Regions from separate parts of the Drosophila melanogaster genome. Here region 1 is linked to region 2. Evidence: chromatin contacts called from public Hi-C data. All regions are on one chromosome and are shown on one strand. The core of a region is the stretch at or near the end of the contact, and the rest is flanking DNA. Distances in the headings are between cores, read along the strand shown. Region 1 overlaps Dad (Daughters against dpp). Region 2 holds the start of lncRNA:CR44133 (long non-coding RNA:CR44133).

The links. Hi-C and Micro-C count contacts between places; a contact is called where the count stands out from the background.
Region 1: a Hi-C map of the Kc167 cell line shows a contact between it and region 2, with 2.4 times the contacts expected there. A contact is called at or near these places in 3 of 107 Hi-C or Micro-C datasets (the Kc167 cell line, the S2 cell line and embryo) and 1 of 7 datasets of targeted methods (the Kc167 cell line).

The regions. Positions count from the first base shown.
Region 1 is chr3R:17,064,102-17,066,841 of dm6, reverse strand. Dad (Daughters against dpp) reads right to left here. Exons shown (of 8, transcript NM_057912.4): 4 at 2,073-2,126; 5 at 1,881-2,006. Among named protein-coding and RNA genes, the nearest start is that of Ns1, 7.2 kb to the left of the region's middle.
Region 2 is chr3R:15,984,765-15,987,464 of dm6, reverse strand. It overlaps lncRNA:CR44133 (long non-coding RNA:CR44133), which reads right to left and starts at 1,284. Exons shown (of 2, transcript NR_074017.1): 1 at 678-1,284. srp (serpent) reads right to left here and starts at 1,313. Exons shown (of 8, transcript NM_001275690.1): 1 at 678-1,313.

The DNA.
Region 1 (2,740 bases), core at 217-2,716, 1.1 Mb before region 2:
TTGGGGAATCAGCTTGGCACCCTCATTGTGCAAACTCAAATGAAATCGAATATATCTACGTAGAAATTTCAACAGGTTCTGCCTCATATATTACACTTAACGTGCCATATTTTCCGAATTATTGGCCTTGAATAAATAAATTATTTTGGCATTTCAATTGAAGATGGGAAATAGAAATATTTGAATAATTTTAATGGATCGATGATTCTTAAGAATTGTTGTCTTAATATGGTTAGATTGAGATATTTCATTTGAATTGTATTTAAGTATTTCGTGAAACATTGCGATTTACATTGGTAATTAAAGATTGTGACAGTGAGAATTTGCTATGTATACACTTAGAGCTCTAAGCTGGAGGAGGGTTCTGCTTGAAAGATCTACCTACTGCAGTTTTTCCTGTACTACACATTTGTAAATTCGTAGCGCCGCTTCATGGCTGCTGATTCCCCTTGCTAATATTTATGTAAGTAGGTACATAAATGTACATACATTTGTGTTAGATGCCCGAATCCACGGGCTGCTACATCATCTTTAAATTTAGAATATTTTATCTTCAATCTGTGTACATGTGTGTGGGTTGAGGCAGTGGCCTGTAAGTTTGTCGGTGGCACACATGTGTTGCCTTCGGGGAAACACGGATGCCCGACTTGTGTGTGCTCCATTTCGGCCGAGTTCGAACGGCGATGAAGTTGCAGTAATGCAATTACGAAATTGAATCGATTGCTCAAGAAAGCTGAAATTATGTGGGCGATTTAAACATTCCATAGTACTTATCGACGTTCTGCAACTAATACTATATTGATGATGTATCTAAGTACCTTTGCTTTCCTAATTAACCATCATAATATTTAAAACATCATCCCATCATTGATTACAAAATTCTTGAGAAGGCCGTTCGAGACTATCATTCTCAGTTCAAAGACTATGCCAACAATGTCCATTTGACAAAATTGTGATGGGAATCAATCAAATCGAAATTTCAATCTATTTTTAACTGGCCTGTCACCCAATCGTCGTAAAGCCGCAACTTAACGGTCCATTTAAATGTAATAGTTTTCCGTCGTTTCGTCGCCAGTACAATGCCATAAAAAAGCTAAATGGACGATGGTATACACACACACACGAATGAGTGTATGCATGTGTGAGTTCTGGCCAGTTTCAGTTTCACGGGCCGTCTCAGTCGCCGGGTAATGGTAATGCCGTGAATGATATCATAGCCCCCATAGGACCCCTTGTACCCCCTCCGCCTCTGCACCCCCTTTCAAGCACTCTTGTAAGTTAGCATTAAAATTGTGGCGCCATCGAGAGCGCCAACTCACCTCGCTCTCCGCGCTCACTCCCTCTCTCTCGCTCAGCCTGCCGCCGCCCGTGTTTGTTTTTCGCTCATTATTTATTTTCATTTCGTTTTTGCTGTTTTCGCTTAAAAGTTAATATCAATATAGAAAGTGACGACCTGACGCGGCAAGCTGGCGCCACGATACAACAACAACTGGCCCGCCAGAGAGAGCGCCGCTCACACACACCACTACCGGGCACCAGCCCCAATACACCTAAACGGCAAAATAATCGCAGCACTTCGCTCTCTTCCACTTTCTTACACCGAACAAAAATATCGTTACATGGAAAACAATATCATTTAGAAATATATTTTCATTTTATTTGGTTTGTTTGTAAGTTCATCAACTATTTTTCAACATCGTAAATAGATTGTGTTATTAAGGCAGTGTTGTGATGTTTGATTCAAAATGAAATATGTATGCCTCGAATACCTCGAATTTATTCCACAAATGAAAATGGATTTTTTTTATGTGCTCTCTCCCAATCGCCTGATAAGCGGGGGAGAGGCAAAAGAGAGTGGGATTTTGGGGCACAAAACTCACCTTTTCCATCAGTGGTAACCGACTCGTAGAGAGCCGGCTTGTAGATGTTCGAAATGCTGGTGCTTTCGGCACTCCACGTGCTGAGCGCTGCCGACTTTGCATCGTTCTGCGAGTCTTCTTCGAAATCTGCAAGATTTGGTTTTGTTGATTAATACACCCGGATCGAAAATGTATATGGAAAAGCCGGCTTACCTGCATCTTTCAGTCTCAGCATTTTTGAGCGTTGGTACGGCGGTGTTGGGGATTCTAAAATGGTAGACAAGAGAGGGGATAGTTTTAGATATCTTGGAGATACGTACATACATACGGTACACTTGTATGAATGGTATTATTAGTTTTGTAATAGATGCATGATAAACAAGTAAAATCTCCATAGTCTTAGAAATATTAGTACGCTATAAGATGTTGAAGACTGATACATTTTATATAACAAATTTGTATAACAGCACATTAAGCTATTTATTTATTGCTCTTTTAAGATCACACTAACATAACCTGCTAGAAAGAGTTAAAGGTAAAGAACTCTACAATGCCATTATCAATAACTCGATTCAATCGAAATGCATGAATTTGCGGTAGTTTAAAAATTCGAAATGTTATCAAGTAAATTGACCATGTTAATGAAATAGTTTGGCTGACTAAACCATATGAAAATTCTTATCTCAACCTTATCGGCCTAATGCACTTTTACCAAGTTTCATTTCGGACAGCAACGTGTATGATTACAAACCCTTTCGAATTAACGAAAACTTCGAGTTATAAATGCGCGTCTTCTAGTCGGGGCGCATATAGGATGAGATCATGGTTCGCAAAACTAATACATACTAGTGTTTGAATATTTGAGCAGCAAATAAAGCGAA
Region 2 (2,700 bases), core at 35-2,534:
TCGTTGTTGTCGTCGCCACAACTCAACGACCGCAGGGCCAAGTGGATCGGCAGCGGTACCATGGAACGGGACCCATCGTTTGGACTCGCATTTTGTTTTTCAGTCGTTTCAACCTCCTTATATATTTATATATATATACACATACATATATATAAAATATATACTCGGGCACGCATATGGGCACTTGCTGGGTGCCACTGCCTGGAGCTGTAAGGCAATGCCCCACCCCTTGGCTGGACGGGATCCGGAGTTTTGTGCTTTTTGGGTTCGTTGATCGTCATGCTGGTTTCTCGTAATCGACATAATTTTCCCTACTTTTCCCTGTCGGTCCCTTTTCAATTCCTTAAATTTTCTTAGACACTTTTTGCTTGGATGCATTCCACAACATTTAATAATCTTACTGCGACTTGAACTGAAATATTTATTCTTAGAAACCATTTTAAGCCTAAAACTCATTAAAATCATGACTGTTTGCAAAAAATGAATACAATGACTCATAATAATACGTACACTATGTCTTCCCAAGAGTTGTGACTAAACATTATGTGACATTTATTTATGTACATATGTAGCTTCATTTAGCACATATGCAACATTCCATTAGTATTATTTATGTTAGTTAAGACAATTGAGAGCAACTTCCCCCGAAGGCCAACAAATCGTCTGGTGAAACTTACCAAGTTGTCCATGGCCAGATTCCCATGCATATTCCGACAGCGATTGAAAATCCATTGTGGCTAGGTCCAGAATCGAGTGCTCGGATCCGTTGCGCTCATTATGAGGGGCGTTCGTTCGGCCCATGTGGTTTTCATCGATGATGACCGAGCCGCGGACATCTGGGCATCTGGCGATCTCAGGCGCTAAGCAAGCGTTAAATTTTCGGTTTCGATACTGTCCGGACTTTGAGGGGGCGTTAACCCGGCAAATGAAAGTGTCACACAGGTCACGCCGACGGATCACAACTCTTTCGGGGAACGATGAGGAGGCGGGTGGTGGCTTTTCCGGGCGCCCAACCGTCGATTATGTTGGTTAAACTCACGTCGCTTTTGTGGTTAAACACACGTTTGAAGGATTTCCCTTGCGCCGGCGCAACTTTCCTCACATTTTTCCACGCTCAAAGGGTTTTCTTCGGTTTCACGCCCAACAGATCACGGTGATAATCGCCGGGACACGACCCACGAATCCGCACCGGTGTGCCGGATGCAATCGATAGGATGGGATGGCACGGGATGGGTTCGGTTGGGAGTGGACCCGACCAGACCCGCATCCGAGCTCCGACCTACTACTACAACTTTTCAAATGCTACTCGGCCGGGAGCCACCCAAAGCAATGCGAGTAAAATATTCTTGATTAAAACTTATCAGAGCACATTTCATATCACCTTTTCAAAAACGCAACAACAGCAAAGTAACGATTGTACTTATTATCGGCGACGCAACCGTCGAACTCATTGCGCCGTGTACTCGGTACTTTGGCGTAGTTTGGCTGTCGCCGGTTCCGCTGATTGGACGCCGCCAAGATATGGCTATCTGAGCCGGGCCCGATTCCGATTCCACGATTGCCAGCCCCACAGGCGCCATCTCCGCCGCATGGACGCCACACGGGAGCGAGCAGGACGCTGGCACAGATAGAGCGAGAGGCAGGGTGGGCGATACCAAAACACGATTTGATTAAGTTGCATCACGCGTCGGTCGCGCGACTATCCTTATCGGGGCAACTCTCGCTCTCCGACTTGGTGAGTATATGCCATAGGTCCTTATCATCTGGCCTGCTTTGGCCAGATTTGATTTGGTGACGACAGCATTCGGAATCTGGCCACTATAGCGGAATGTACATAAGTTCCTGTTTCGAATGCTTACCAAACAGTAGAGAAAGGATCTTTAACCAACTTACTAAAAAAAAATATATATAAATTCCCCCAGATCCAATCCTGTAAATACCCAATTTCTAATTATTTCTCAAAGATACAAGCTCTTCCAAACTAATCTTTTTCTAAATCAAAAATATAAGTTCCTAATATAAATCCCACTTTTCTCTTTTATATCTAAGATATTTTCCGGTTTAGTAAAGATGGTTTATGAAAGATATAACATTTTTTTTGCGCTCAATAAATAGAGACTGATCTACATTAAACCAAACCGATAACAAAGCCTGGCAGACGACCTTGCCTATCTATGGCACTCCTACTATTCTCCCTACACACCCCCCCTTTCGATGAAGTTTATGATGAAGTTTATTTCCCACCAGGGAAATGCCAAAGAGTCTGGTAATTTTAAAAAACTAAAAAGCAAGCACGTTTCCAAAAAAAAACGATAAAAAAATGTAAAGATATTCCTATCTAATAGCAAAATGCCGGCTCTTATGACGTCACGCGTCGTGATAAGAGAACCAGTAATCAAGAAACAATAACAAAAAGCTGAGAACAAACATATTGCAAACAGAAACATTGATAAAACCAGACGAATCAGAAGCAAGGAGCGGGTGACGAGGCGAAAACAATGCTGGCGAGATAAGGAGGTAAATAACCTGGCGGAAAACTTTAAGTCGGCGCCTCGCCGGGCAGACCAAGATCCGACCCAGCCAGTAGGGAGAGGAGGAGGCCCTGGCCACAGGGTGCGGGTCACCCATGCGGGGAGGAGTCGAGGAGGAGACATTGCGATAAGGATGCAAGGGTGCGGGTGCGGGTGCTGGACTATCAGT